Linked DNA regions of Sus scrofa: all the other regions are linked to region 2. The links are chromatin contacts, called in public Hi-C and promoter capture Hi-C maps. All regions are on one chromosome and are shown on one strand. Each heading gives the region's core, a stretch centred on a gene start, on an enhancer-like site or on the middle of the called end of the contact. The rest is flanking DNA. Distances are from core to core; before and after follow the strand shown. Region 1 holds the start of COPE (coatomer subunit epsilon). Region 2 holds the start of CRTC1 (CREB-regulated transcription coactivator 1). Region 3 holds the start of UPF1 (regulator of nonsense transcripts 1). Region 4 holds the start of ISYNA1 (a long non-coding RNA gene). Region 5 overlaps ELL (RNA polymerase II elongation factor ELL).

Region 1 (2,792 bases), core at 203-2,702, 230 kb before region 2:
TGCACAAATGCAAAGTGCGCTTGCCCAAGAGAACACAGCTGGTTAGCTCCCCCAAGAGGCCTATTGGGGGCCAGAAGCTCACCTTGTGGGTGTCAGGACGAGGCAGAAGATACCATAGGGATCTTCAGACAGCTTCTGCAAGATGGGCAGGACAAACGCTGCTGTCTTGCCGCTGCCTGTCTTGGCACAGCCGAGGCAGTCCCGACCTGGACAGAGGGCAAAGCAGCATCAGAGGTATAACAGATGTTCCACTGGGCCCAGTGTATAACAGCTAAGGTCTAATAAGCAGTTACTGTATGCTCAATACTGGCGTGTGCTCTTTCTGTTTCAGGATTCTGATAACTTACTGTTTTAGCAACTGACAAATTTTAGGAGGAAGAGGCCATTACCATTCCCACTTAACAGAAGGGAGAACAGATCTCAAAGCTTTGCCCAGGACACACTGCCAGTGAGTACAAGCTGGACTAGAACCCACATGCATCTGACCTGAGATGTCTGCTACTAATCACTACCTCATTTTGACTCCTTCCCAGGGATAGAAGCTTGGGAAACCCAGAATGTTCTCCAAAATCTGCATCCTATGCTCCCAAATGATGCCTTCAGCTTTATTTAATCTCTCAATTTGTCCATCTGAGGCTTCCTAAAAAGCCAGAGGAGTGAGGAGAAAAGCAGTCTACAGACTAGAGTCCTAAATTTACCTAGGTTTACCAGTTGTCGGTACCGGTAATACCGACAACCTCAGTTTCCATCTATGAAATGGAGATAGTAATACAAACTACCGAATTTTCCCAGTGTTATCTACCAGTCACTCATCAAATCATCCCAGCGCTCTGAGGCTATCTATGAGAGCTTCAGAAATTACACCACTTGTGTGCGGAAACACGGCGAGTCAATCGTACAGCCTAAACGCCAACACTGAGTAGTCGACTCCGAGAAACCAGGCTCGCCCGTGAGGCCCCAAAGCTGCCCCTCGACCCACGGTACCGGTGTGGGCAAAAGGGGCGAGAAGGCAAAGTAAGGCGACAGGAGCGGGGAAACCTCCTGTAGAAGAGGCCTAGGTACACTCACCCTCCAGGATGGCGGGGATGCAGCCGAGCTGCACGGGCGTGGGCTGCTTCAAACCCAGCTGCCGACATTGTTCCACCAGCCACGATGACAGCCCGAGCTCAGCAAAGCCAGCCATCCTCTCAGTCAGCCCGGCACCCCTGTGAGCCGTGCTTCCGGCGCTTGTCGATGACGTCAGGGAAGCCTTCGCGTTTATTGGATCTACCTTTTGCGCGGCTCCACCCTCTGCAGTTTACTGCCATTCCTAGGCTCATTATATCCTTACCATGTTTTCCCCGAGCCCGCAGACTCGAATACAACTACAATTCCCGAGATGCCCTGTGAACGCACGTGCGTCTCCCGCCCCTTTAACTCCTCTTTAAGCTCATTTCCAGGGAGCCGAGTAAACTACATTTCCCGGAGGCTCTGCGGTGGCTCTGTGCTTCCGGCCGACGTGTCCTCAGGAAGAGGAAGGGGTAAGAACACAGCGACATGGCGCCACCGGCACCCGGCCCGGCCTCCGGCGGCTCCGGGGAAGTAGATGAGTTGTTCGACGTAAAGAATGCCTTCTACATTGGCAGCTACCAACAGTGCATCAACGAGGCTCAGCGGGTGAAGGTGGGCTAGGGGATGCTAGGGGCGGAGGCGGGGGCGGAATACGCTTCCTGTTGGCCACGGGTCGTGCTCTGATTTTAAAACCCTTTCTTTCCTCGTCCCGTTTTTCCTCTCACACCTCTTTAGAGCGCGATAAGGAATTATCCCTGTCCCATGACAAAACCCAAAGCAGCAGCAGTTTATGATACTTCTCACTTTGAGCGCTCTTAGCCTGGGAGGCGTTTGAGTAAAAGAGGGGTTTCTTACCGCTATGGTAATAACAATGGCGAGGTTATTACGCTATAGTAATGATAATAGTAACAGTAATTCTTGTTGGTTCAGCGCCCACACTGTGCCGCCATACCCTCAATACCTGTGAAGTAGGGACGTTGTTTATCCTCATTGTCCAGGTGAGAACTCCGAGGCTTTTCGCAATGTCACCCTGTCCCATTAACCAGATTATTTCTCTCCAAACATGCCCATTCGTTCACTCCTCATGGAGTATCTGTATAAGCCAGGCAGAGTGCTCGTGCTGGGCTCAAAGCAGTACAAAATAGACAAAACTCCCAGCTCTCTTGGAAACCTCAGCTCCCAAGGGAGACAGAGAATTAACAAGTTAATAAACAAGATGTCAGGAGATGGTGTGATGGGGAGTGGTGAGGGGGCTTGGCTGTTTGAGGGCTGAAAAATAGAGTCCAGGGCCCAGGCAGTGAGCGGGTGACAGGAGAGGGAGCAGAAAGGACCTTAGGCAGTACTTTTGGGGAAGGGTCACGGATATTACAGTTACTTTGAGAGTGAGCCATTGGAGAATTTTTTTTTTTTTTTTTAAGGGCTGCACCTGCGACATATGGAGGTTCCCAAGCTAGGGGTCTAATCAGAGCTGTAGCCGCCAGCTTACACCACAGCCACAGCAACTCGGGATCTAAGCCTCGTCTTCGACCTACACCGAAGCTCACAGCAACGCTGGATCCCTAACCCACTGAACAAAGCCAGAGATCGAACCCGCAACCTCATGGTTCCTAGTTGGAATCGTTAACCACTGAGCCACGATGGGAACTCCAGGGTTTAGTGTTCTGAAGAGAGAAAGCTTAATTACAACTTGAGCCCTATGGGGGTGAGAGGAGATGAGAGTACTGAGTCAGAAATGGGGGTGG
Region 2 (2,841 bases), core at 15-2,514:
TTGATAGACAAACTCCACAAGAGAGGACACCAAGAGCTGAAGAGCTTGGCACCTTGAGGCGGCTGCCAGACGCTAGGGCCCACAAGAAGGCCAGGTCTCCCACCCCAGCCACAAACAAGCCCCTGCTCCAGGCCTACAGCAGCTTCCAAGGTTAGGTTAGCAGGTAACCTGGCCTGCCCCTGCACATGAAATGCGCTCAGCCATCTGAGGAAGAACTAACTCTCCACCCTGGTCCTGAAGGGCCAGGGGCCATCTGTGGCCAGCTGTCTCTTGTCCATCACCTGGCCCCCACCATACAGGTTGCATGGGGAAGGGGCTCCACTCCAATCTCCAAGACTGAGCCCAATCTGCCTTCCCAATCCCCTCAGGTTCCCACAGGGGACGGCACCAGATCTTGCCCTCAGGTTTCCAAAAGGGAGAGATACATATTCCATCTCAGGTCTGCAAGGAGGGGTTCCTGTCCTTCTCCCAAGACCCAGGGTGTGAGAGCACAGGTGACAATTATGTAGGGACACTTGTCCCTTCAGGCAGCAGTGATGTGTGGGCATCTGCCACCCCTTAGATACCAATGATATGGAAGCACCTATCTCCCCTCCCAAGGTAACAGGGATGCTTGCAAGCAGCGCCAAGTTCACACATCTCAGTATCAGCCTGTCTCCCCTAGACCATGGCATAGCTCAGGGCATCTATCCACCTCAGGTAGCATTGATGTGAGAACACCTTTCCCCCCTCAGGTAACAATGATGTAGTGGCACCTGTTCCCTCCAGGTAGTAATGATGTAGAGGTCCCTGCCCCTACAAATAACAATGATATAGTAATAACCTGGTCCCCGCTTCAAGTAACAACGTTGTAGGGCCACCTGTACCCCTTCAGGTATCGATGATGTGGGGGTACCGGTCCCGCCCACGACGCCCGGAGCGTGGGGACACCTGTCCCCTCGGGCCGTGCCAAGCCCCGCCCCCGCCGCGCGGCGCCCCGCCCCCGTCCCGCGCCCCCCTTCCCGCTGCACGCGGACACGCGCCCCTTCCCTCCCTCTCCGGCCCTGAGGGGTCGGCGCGGGCAACCCCCTTACCCGTGCGGCCCGCGTCAGGCTCAGGTCCTTCATGACCTCCTCGAAAGCCGCCGTCTCCTCCGCTTGCTTCTGGTTATGCAGCGCGATCTTCTCGCTGAATTTCCGCGGATTGTTCGAAGTCGCCATCTTCTCGCCGCCGCCGCCGCCGCCGCCGCCGCCGCCGCCGCCTCCTCCTCCTCCTCCTCCTCCTCCACCACCTCCTCGCCCCCCCAATCGCGGGTGCCACCACGCAAGCGCCAGCCGGACCCGCGGGCGGCGGGCAGTGCGCAGGCGCGTCGGCGGGCGTGAGAGCGGCGCATGCGCTCGGAAGTAGCGCGCGTTGCGGGGGCGACAGCGCATGCGCGCGTCTCGGCTTTGCACTTGTGGGGGCACAGGGGAGGTGGGAGAGGGAGGGTGGGGATTTCGGCGCAGGCGCAGTGAGCCGCCTCCTGGCCCGCTGGACAGCAGCCGCCTGGCTGTTGAGAAAGGTCCGGGGACTGGCTGGAACCCCCAGTAGAGAGATTGCTGGACTCAACACCTTCCAAGTCATAAGGATGAAGCCAGCACCCACCCCAGGCAGCACTCGAGTATGAGCCTGGGCTCGGACCAGTTCATCTCGGAGACTGGTTTAGGGCGTTGCTCATCCAGGCATGCATTTATTCATTTGAGACCCTATATGTGCCAAGTATCCTGGAGAAAAGGCATGAGCAAGGCGACTTGGTCCCTGCCCTCATGGGATGCGCAGGTCGGGGAGGGGGGAAAACAACCCACCAACAAATGAACCTTTCAGATGGCGGTCAATGTAATATGAAAAATGAAACCATGGAATTCCCGTCGTGGCGCGGTGGAAACAAATTCGACAAGGAACCATGAGGTTGCGGGTTCGATCTCTGGCCTTGCTCAGTGGGTTAAGGGTCTGGCGTTGCGGTGAGCTGTGGTGTAGATTGCAGACGCGGCTTAGATCTGGCGTTGCCGTGGCTGTGGTGTAAGCCAGCGGCTACAGCTCCGATTAGACCCCTAGCCTGGGAACCTCCATATGCCGCGGGAAGCGGCCCTAGAAAAGACAAAAAAAAAAAAAATGAAATCACTGATGGGCCAGAAGAGTGATGTTGGAAAGGGAAACGCCTATGCCACCATGGTTCAGGGGATGCGATCAGTCCCCAGTCCAAAATCCCGATGTCTTTCCCTATGCTGATACCCTATCCAGTTCCTATTCTCTGGATCCTTAAGCTCAGAGAACTGGAACTACAGAGTCAGCCTCTTCTCGATGAACTTCTCCAGCCTGATCTTGCTCAAGGAAGCCGGTCTGCCATGGCGGGCTAAAGGACGGGTCCAGAAATCCCACCCAGACCAAGCTGTGAAAGGAATAGCAGAGTCTCCCCAATGACAGGAGAGTGACCTAGGGAAACCAGAGGGGTTCTGATACCTAGTTGTCCCTCCCCAACCACCAATATCAAAAGTTTAGGAGTTCCTCTTGTCGCTCAGCAGGTTAAGAACCCGACATAGAGTCCGTGAAGATGCAGGTTTGACCCCTGGCCTTGCTCAATGGGTTAAGGATCCAGCGTTGCTGTGGTTGTGGTGTAGGCTGGCAGCTGAAGCTCCGATTTGACCCCTGGCCTGGGAACTTCCATATGCCGCAGGTGTGGCCCTAAAAAGAAAAAAAAAAAAAAAAGGTTATATTCAGGAGGCTCCAGGGATTTCAGGACATGGGCGGAACAGAAGTCAAGAGGTACAGCCAGGAGAATTTGGAGTGGCTCTAATTGCACAACGAGCGCACTTTTTACCACGA
Region 3 (2,700 bases), core at 21-2,520, 140 kb before region 2:
AGTAAAACCCACCACTATTACCCCGTTGGAGGAACAAACTCAAACCCAACTTTTCCAAGGCAGGGCTGCGGAGTTACGTAACAGGTCGGTTTCAGCAACAGGCAATGCCAGAAAGAAAAACAAAACGCAAACTGCCTCCTGAATAATCTTAAAAGCCAACGAGTATGGGGTTCACGACTGGAGGCAAAAGTTCCGTTTCTGCTGGGGGAGCCTCGACCCTCCTCTCACCAGCGTCCCTGAGCCCAGGGAAATCTGAATCCGCCGCTCAGTGGGCATAAGAGGGGTAAGGGAGAGTGCTCTGAAGGTTCCGACCACAGGTAAGGGGGTGGGGCAGGGCGGTCGGATCAGCCAGAGGAGGGGACCGGAGCAGATCACCGACCCAGCTGGAGAACTCGGGGACAGGTCATCCCCGACTTGGCCAAAGACAGACCCGGAAGGGGACTTGGGACAGATCGCGTAAGACCTAGCCTGAACGAGATCCTGAAATCACCCGGACGCAACCAGAGCAGGACTTGAGGTAGGTTTGCCTGGATCCGGCTGGAGAGCGGGAGCCGGGGCAGGTTACTCCGGGGACGTCCTGAATGGGAGAGACCCCGCCAGGTTACTCCAGGCCCGACTGGAGTTTGAAACACGAGCACATCAGCCTCTGCCCCGATGGAGGGGGAGCCAGGGCAGGTTCCCGGCCGCCGAGGCCTGGCCCCATCTTCCGGCGCCGCCATGTGCCGCTCACCTGAGCGTCGAGCTGTCCGGCGGCCGCGCCCGGCCCCGCGCCGACCGGGGCCCCAGCGCCTCCACCTCCAGGACCACCGGGGGGCGTCTGCGTCTGGCTGGGGAGGGTGAAGTCGGTAAACTCGAACTCGGAGCCCTGCGTGTCGGCGCCGAGGAGCTCGGCCTCCTCGGTATCCAGGAAGGTGAGCGTCTGAGAGCTGGGCCCGTACGCCTCCACGCTCATGGTGCCGCCGCGTAGGGCCCTCAGGCCGGCTCCGCGCCGCACTCGAGCCCGCCGCTGCGCTGAGGCCTAGGCCGCAGGTCTTGGGCAGCCGCCGCCGCCGCCGCCGCCGCCGCCGCCGCGCCCGCGCTCCTGGACAAGATCAAAACGCCCGCCGCGGTGCGAACCGGGTCGAGAGCCACGCGCGCCGAGCCGCCGCCTCTGCCGCTGAGCCCCTCAGTACCACCGCTTCCTTCGGAGCCGCCCGCCCTCGCAGCCCCCGGCAGGAACCGCCGCCGCCGCCGTGCGCGTGCGCGAGCCCGACGCCGCCGCAGGTGCGCGTGCGCGAGCCCGACGCCGGCGCAGACGAACGCGCTCCTCGAGGACGCCTCCTACCGCGCCCGGACTCCCGGAGCTGAGTGGGCCGACAGAACGCGCAGCGCGCAAGCGCGGGAGGCGGGGCTTCCAACCGTCTTCCCGACGGCGGCTCGAGAAGCTAGTCTCGCTCCAACCGCTCCTCCGTGGCGCCTGGGCAGCGGATGGTGTAGATGTGGTGGTCCTTGCCCTTAGGGGCGGCGACAATGTCTTGGGTTAATTGACCGCCAACTGAATACCTTACACAGGTGGAACCCAGCTGGGGAAGCTTGTCGAGGACGGTGCGGTGCGTCCCCATCTTTTAGAGAATCTTCCTGGGCCTGTTTCCTCACCTTTAAAATGGGGATGCCTGGCACATAGTAGCTGCTCAGTGTGCATTTGTTGAATAAATTAGTGGGGACAGCCCTTAGCACAGCACATAGCACGCAGAAATGGTGGTTGCAGCAGTTCTGTACAATTATAATATTATTCAGAGGCAGTATATAACAAAGCACTTGGGAGCACTTGCTCAGGTTTGAAATCCAGACCTGGCCACCTACTGGCTGTGTGACTTTGTGCAAATGATTTCACGTCTCAGCCTAGGATTTCCTCCGCTGGGAAAGGGAAATAATAACCATTAAGATGGGCTGAGGGGAGTGCCGGTAGTGGCTCAGTGGAAACAAATCTGACTAGGAATAATGAGGATGCAAGTTTGATCCCTGGCCTCCTCAGTGGGTTAAGGATCTGGCATTGCTGTGAGCTGTGGCCTAGGCTGCAGACATGGCTTGAATCTGGAGTTGCTGTGGCTGCAGCAAAGGCCAGCAGCCGTAGCTCCAATTTGACCAATAGCCTGGGAACCTCCATATGCCGCCACTTCGGCCCTGATCTGAGGAATGTCTGTGACCCATACCACAGCTGATGGCAATTCCAGATCCTTAACCCACTGAGCGAGGCCAGGAATGGAACCCACATCCTCATGGATGCTAGATTGGGTTTCTTAACCACTGAGCCATGATGGGAGGTCCCTCTCGGAGTTTTAAATGCATGCCCTACCCTGCCTTTGATCTAGCAATTCCACTTCTAAGGATATCCTCTTATTTCCTACATATACTCACATTCGCAAAATGGCACTGTGGGAGTTCCTGTCGTGGCGCAGTGGAAACTAATCTGACTAGGAACTATGAGGTTGTGGGTCCGATCCCTGGCCTCACTCAGTGGTTAAGGATCCATCGTTGCCATGAGCTGTGGTGTAGGTCTCAAACGAGGCTCAGATCCCGCGTTGCTGTGGCTGTGGTGTAGGCTAGCAGCTGTAGCTCTGATTAGACTACTAGCCTGGGAACCTCCATATGCGCAGGTGCGGCCCTAAAAGACACACACAAGAAAAGACAAAATGGCACTGTGGGTGATAAACTAAAACA
Region 4 (2,700 bases), core at 73-2,572, 210 kb after region 2:
GAAGTAAATGCAGAGGGCAGGGTGTGGGGAATGGCGCGGGGCTGCCACAACTTCTCCCAGAACCTCCATGGGTTCACCAGAACCTCACTGTTAAGGGTTGTTACAGAGGTAATGGAACCTAATGGATTGTAGGTATGATTGAATAAATCACCGGCCATTGGCAACTGAACTCAATCTCCAGCCAGGAACAGGGGGACAAAACCCAAATATTTATTATACTGTCTTTCCTGTCCCCAGCCCTGAAGGTCTACCCTGGTCCCCAGACTGCCTCCTTCCCCCTTGCGCTCAGTCCCTTTTCATCTGCCCCTGAAACCACGCCCCCAGGTTTTTGCCTGGGCAGTCCTTCACATTTTTGATGTCTTCAGATCTCAAGATCCCTCACCGCGCCACATCCTCCAGGCAGTCTGCCCTGCCCAGCGCTGCCTGTTAGGTCCCTCTGGCTGGGAGTGACCCAGTCCACTTCTGACTCCCCCTCACTGGAGCCCCTGGAGGGCAAAACCTGGACCGGTTTTAGAACCCCCACCTTCCAAGGCCAGGCCCTGACCAAGTTTCCTGCAAATGTTCCCAACTATCCACCTTTTGGGTCAGCTCCAGTGGTGGAAACTTTCCAGCCGGAGGAGGCCGCTTGTTTTGGAAAGTTCCTGGGGGAGCCGCCCCCGCCCGCCTGCCGGGTTCCCACGCTCCTTTATCGCTGTGCTCTTAGGGGGGCTTAGTGCTGTGCTGGCCTAGCTCCTCCCCAGCGGGCCGCCTCTGCTCTGCCCATCCCATCCCCTCCCCTCCTCTCCCCTCCCCTCCTCTCGCCAACAGTCTCTCCCCCGCCCCCACTCCAGCCTGGCCCAATCAAGCCCTCCTGCTACAGGTGGGGAAACTGAGGACTCGCAGCCACCACCCCATCCACGTGAACCCTGTGGCGGGGGTGGGGGTGGGGGGTTGATATCTGGAGGGTGCTGCTGTTCTGGAAGGGGTAGGGGGAGGAGGCAGCCTGGGCTGGAGGAGCGTCTGGCTTCGAAGTCTTAATCCCGGTTTAGTGTCTCGTGCCTCGGTTTCTCCAGATAACCCCGCAGAGGCCCAGCCTCCTTGCCTGGCTCCACCTCCTGCCTTGTGGCTGGGGCCTGCGCTCACTTACATCCATATGATTCTCTTTTGTAATATGAGGGGAAGCTGCCGCCGGCTCAACCCGCGATGCGAAGTGAATCACGCGCGCCGAGCTCGGGCCGGGGGTCTGCGGCCCATATGATTGTCCGGCCGCGCAGGACAGTTTAGGGGACCAGATTAACACGGGGGCTCGGGGCAGAAGGGCCTCGAACCCGAATCCAAGGCCTGTGTGCACCGTCCAGGCCGCGAGCGCCCCTCCTCCGCGGCGTGGGCGGAGCGAGGGGGCGGAGCGGGGTGGAGCCACCGCTCTTTTCTCTCGAGTTCGCGCGCCCCGAGCCCTAGCCGTCCGCTGCAGTTCCAGCCGACTCTGCGCCGGTAAGTGCGGCCCCGGGAGGGGTGCAGACTCCCCAGGGACCGAAGTCGGCTTGGCCCAGCCAACTCTCGGGTCCCCGCTGACTTCCTGCCCACCCCGCGCCCCCAGCTCACCACGATGGAGGCCGCAACCGAGTTCGTGGTGGAGAGCCCCGACGTGGTCTACAGCCCCGAGGCTATCGAGGCGAAGTACGAGTACAGGACGACGTGCGTCAGCCGCGAGGCTGGCGTCCTCAAAGTAGGCGAGGGACCGGGCTGGCCGTGAGGCTAGGGGGAACCAGGGAGCCGAGACCAAGCGGGAATTGCCCAACGTCTGCGATCTCCGCCCTGCGATGAGGGGGGAGGGGCCTGTGGTCCCCGACTCACCGCACCGCCTGTCCCCAGGTGCATCCCACGTCCACGCGCTTCACTTTCCGGACCGCCCGGCAGGTGCCCCGGCTGGGGGTCATGCTCGTCGGCTGGGGCGGGAACAACGGCTCCACGCTGACCGCTGCCGTGCTGGCCAACCGACTGCGCCTGTCCTGGCCTACGCGCACCGGCCGCAAGGTGGGGGAGTCGGGCGGCGCCTGGTAGAACCCAGGGCTCCGCTGGAATCCACGCAGAGGGGGAGGGGCTCTACGGAGGAGTGGGTCTTAAGGGGGCGGGGTTCCTCGCTGCGGGCGGACCCCGGGGCGGGGCTTCCACGGGGCGGGGCGGGCACTCCTCAGGGGGTCTTGTGGGGGCGGAGCCCAAGGTAGGGAGGACTTCGGGTTGGGACCTCCGGAGGGGAAGCAGCTCTTGCCTTGACTTGGAGCAGAGCTGAGGCGCCCGAAAGTAGGGCGGAGCTTGAGTGTGCCGACTCTTGGGCCTCCCCACGCCACGCCCACCCATCTCTCTGCCCTGTCTGCCGCTCCCCAGGAGGCCAACTACTACGGCTCGCTGACACAGGCTGGCACCGTTAGCCTAGGCCTGGACGCCGAGGGCCAGGAGGTGTTCGTGCCCTTCAGCGCGCTGCTGCCCATGGTGGCACCCGACGATCTCGTTTTCGACGGTGGGCGGGGCCCTGGGCCAGGGGTGGGGTGGGAGGCCGGGCCTGTGGGGGTCCAGGATCCCCGCCGAGCTTGAGGGTCCCCGCCCCCCCAGGCTGGGACATATCGTCGCTGAACCTGGCGGAGGCGATGAGGCGCGCGCAGGTACTAGATTGGGAGCTGCAGGAGCAACTGTGGCCGCACATGGAGGCCTTGCGCCCGCGGC
Region 5 (2,895 bases), core at 379-2,878, 190 kb after region 2:
CTCAGTAATAGCGAGAAACAGTGGCTGCCGTGCCAGCCACACAGCTGCACATGCATGTTTTCTGGAGACCACAGTGCCTGGTGAGAGACTCAGGGAAGGGCCCACTTCAGGTCAGGGGCCTGAACTCCATCAGACACTCTAAGGCAAATATTTTAAATCCTTCTTTGCCAAGAGTCTTGGAGAGCAGCTCTGCTTTTGTTAACCAGTAGCAGCAGGGCTGGCTGGTTGCAGGGATGGCGGGCTCAGCCTGGCCCCTGGAGGGCACTCCTCACCCAGCACCTTAGCTCAGCCACCTCTGCCACAGGAGCTGCAGATCCGAGAGGGAGTGTCTCAGTCCCTCCAGGCTGCTGTAACAGTACCATAGGCTGTGTGGCTTATACAGAACAGACATACACAGCTTTAGAGGCTGGAAAGTCAGTGATCAAGGCAGATAGGGTGTCTGGTGAGGGCCTGCTTCCTGGTTCCTAGACAGCTATCTTCTCACTGTGTCATCACAGAGTAGAAGGGGTGAGGAGGCTCTCTGGAGCCTCTTTTATAAAGACACTAACCCTGTCATGGTGGCTCCACCCTCATGACCTAATCACTCCCAAAGGTGCCCACCTCCTAATACCATCCCCTTAGGTTAAGGATGTTAAGATTTAACATGTATTTTGGGAGGACAAAAGCATTCAGTCCATAGTGGGTGGAGGGGCTGGTGATGGGATCTTGGGAGTGTGGATGGCAGCCTCCCCTCCCCTGCCTTTTGGAGCCAGCCTGGCCTCCAGCAGCTGTAAGGCACGTGCATCTGAACCTGCTGCCTTGACCCTTCTGCGTACCAAGGGTCACTGACCTGATGTGCACAGAGCTGGGGGATGAGGTGTCAGCTCAGGGCGGGAGCCTACTATTCTCTTTCTTCTTTCCTGTCTGTCTCCACTTCCCCTGCATCAAATGCTTTCAGGAACGTCTACCTCTCTTGGGCTTCACATGAGGTGACACTGGCTCTGTCTTGTAGGTGGCCAACGTGAATGCCAAGGATGGCACGTGGACACTGAAGGACTGTGTGTACAAGGATGTGCAGAAGGACTGGCCCGGTTACTCAGAGGGGGACCAGCAGTTGCTGAAGCGGATGCTCATCCGGTAACACTGCCTCCCCACCCCCTGGGCCTAGGGAAGACGTCATCCTAAGGAGGCTGGGGCCTCATCTGGCCCTGAAGGCATCAGGGCTGGCAGGCAGAATGGAGGGACCTCTAGAGACTGCCATGGTGGCCCATAGCCACCTCTGTGGGTGAAAGGCCAGTCCTTGGTGAGCGGGGTGGAGAGCATGAGTTGCTGTCTTAAACACCAGAGTGCCAGCACAGAAGGCCTCTGTCCACCCAGCCGGTTCCTGCTGCTCCCTCCTTCTCTTCCTGACAAGCTTCCTTCCAAAACCTGCACATCTGCATAGGCTTCTGCTGCAGGCCAGGCTCCTTAAAAAGAACATGAAGCAAAGAGAAACAAGAGCGAAACAAAACTCCCTGAAGACACAATTAAGCAGCATTAATTAAACACATCCCCTCTCTGATTAATTGGGACCTGCGGTCAGGAGTGGCCGTGGTGGCTCAGGGGAGAAGTGGTTAAGTAGGCCCCTGGCTCAGGCAGGCAGTTAATGATTTCCTTCTCAGTTGATGCCTGGCTTGGGAGCACTGGCTGCGAAGCGCCTGTTCGGAGCAGCTTGATATGCTAATTAGTCCTTAAGTGATCTCTCAGGGACTTGGAGTTATTTATGAAGTTTTTTTGGGTTTTTTTAAGTTTAGCTCTTTTTTATTTTCATTTTTAAAATTTTTGTCTTTTTGCTTTTTCTCGGGGCACTCCCGCAGCATATGGAGGTTTCCAGGGTAGGGGTCCAATCGGAGCTGTAGCCGCTGGCCTACACCACAGCCACCGCAAAGCCAGTTCCGAGCCGTGTCTGCACTCTACACCACAGCTCATGGCAATGCCGGATCCTTAACCCACCAAGCAGGGCCAGGGATCAAACCCGCAACCTCATGGTTCCTAGTCGGATTCGTTAACCACTGAGCCACGACGGGAACTCCAAGTTTAGCTCTTTAAAGCAGTAATTGCATCTGGGAAGTTGAGCCAAGTTGGGGCCCCTCTAGGTGAACCCTGAGTTCCCCTTTGGCCCTGTTGGGGGCATTCACCTGCTGTGCCAGGGTTACTGCTCTGGCTGTTGGGAAGTCTCTGGGTGCTCAGGGAGGCTGAGAAGAGATGGTCCCCCTCAAGTCCCCTGTCTGGGGGTGCTCTGTTGCCCCAGCAAAACACATCTCAGGTAGGCGCTATCACCTCCTGCTGCAGGTGTTTCCATCTATGAAGTGCTTTGAGGTGAGGGGCACATGGGGCACTGTGAGGCTGTTCCTATTTGCCCTTCCTTCAGAGCTCTCTCTTAGTGCCCACTGAGCTCAGACCCTGTGGGCCTTGGCCTCTTGGAGCTCCTGGGAAGCAGCATGGCCAAGAGCAAGCAGCCCGTGTGCATGTGGGTGGGTGTAGTCTGTACTAAACAGTGCCTGAGCTGAATCTTGAGGGGAGGGGTGTCAGGTGGGAAGTTCCTAGGGATGTGAGTGCTGGAGCTCAGTACAATGCCAGGCTCATGTTTCCTCCTCAGTTTTGCTCTGGGCCATCTCTGAGCTCTTCTCTCTGTCTGCATGGGCCGGCCGTGGTATTGGCATTGCCCAAAACTGCCCAGGACACTGACAGCACCAGCTGCTCTTGGAAGCTTGAACTGATTGACGTGCAGAGGTCAGGGTCAACATCCCTGACACCTGCAACCACAGAGAAGGCTATCCCAAGCTTCCCTCTGCACAGCTTTTTTTTTTTTTTTCTTATTTAGGTTCCCTCCCTGAAGAAAGCACCATTGATGGCAGCTCTTGAAGCTGTGGCCTC

Evidence for each region. Promoter capture Hi-C pulls out the DNA fragments that hold promoters and counts their contacts. Hi-C and Micro-C count contacts between places; a contact is called where the count stands out from the background.
Region 1: a contact with region 2 is called in a promoter capture Hi-C map of liver, with 2.7 times the contacts expected there. The contact joins the promoter of COPE here to the promoter of CRTC1 in region 2. A contact is called at or near these places in 1 of 5 promoter capture datasets (liver) and 1 of 47 Hi-C or Micro-C datasets (liver).
Region 3: a contact with region 2 is called in a Hi-C map of liver, with 3 times the contacts expected there. The contact joins the promoter of UPF1 here to the promoter of CRTC1 in region 2. A contact is called at or near these places in 1 of 5 promoter capture datasets (liver), 4 of 47 Hi-C or Micro-C datasets (embryonic fibroblasts, heart right ventricle, liver and 1 more) and 1 of 2 datasets of contacts at active chromatin or transcription factors (skeletal muscle).
Region 4: a promoter capture Hi-C map of fetal skeletal muscle shows a contact between it and region 2, with 2.8 times the contacts expected there. The contact joins the promoter of ISYNA1 here to the promoter of CRTC1 in region 2. A contact is called at or near these places in 2 of 5 promoter capture datasets (fetal skeletal muscle and liver) and 1 of 47 Hi-C or Micro-C datasets (embryonic fibroblasts).
Region 5: a promoter capture Hi-C map of fetal liver shows a contact between it and region 2, with 2.5 times the contacts expected there. The contact joins the enhancer-like site here to the promoter of CRTC1 in region 2. A contact is called at or near these places in 3 of 5 promoter capture datasets (fetal liver, fetal skeletal muscle and liver) and 5 of 47 Hi-C or Micro-C datasets (embryonic fibroblasts, fibroblasts, mesenteric adipose tissue and 2 more).

What each region holds. Positions count from the first base shown.
Region 1 is chr2:58,929,477-58,932,268 of Sscrofa11.1, forward strand. COPE (coatomer subunit epsilon) reads left to right here and starts at 1,453. Exons shown (of 10, transcript XM_003123536.4): 1 at 1,453-1,662. The coding sequence starts at 1,537. It overlaps DDX49 (probable ATP-dependent RNA helicase DDX49), which reads right to left and starts at 1,234. Exons shown (of 13, transcript XM_003123539.4): 1 at 1,069-1,234; 2 at 83-206. The coding sequence starts at 1,183.
Region 2 is chr2:59,155,932-59,158,772 of Sscrofa11.1, forward strand. It overlaps CRTC1 (CREB-regulated transcription coactivator 1), which reads right to left and starts at 1,265. Exons shown (of 17, transcript XM_003123525.4): 1 at 1,074-1,265. The coding sequence starts at 1,199.
Region 3 is chr2:59,012,276-59,014,975 of Sscrofa11.1, forward strand. It overlaps UPF1 (regulator of nonsense transcripts 1), which reads right to left and starts at 1,271. Exons shown (of 24, transcript XM_021083471.1): 1 at 731-1,271. The coding sequence starts at 952.
Region 4 is chr2:59,362,350-59,365,049 of Sscrofa11.1, forward strand. ISYNA1 (a long non-coding RNA gene) reads left to right here and starts at 1,323. Exons shown (of 11, transcript XR_002341592.1): 1 at 1,323-1,470; 2 at 1,577-1,705; 3 at 1,852-2,013; 4 at 2,365-2,497; 5 at 2,590-2,700.
Region 5 is chr2:59,342,638-59,345,532 of Sscrofa11.1, forward strand. ELL (RNA polymerase II elongation factor ELL) reads left to right here. Exons shown (of 13, transcript XM_021083507.1): 7 at 992-1,116. Among named protein-coding and RNA genes, the nearest start is that of ISYNA1, 20 kb to the right of the region's middle. Within about 2 kb of position 1,629, at least 2 of the 83 cell types and tissues checked have an H3K27ac peak or open chromatin away from gene starts, as enhancers often do. A contact at or near this core is called in fetal liver, where this site is marked.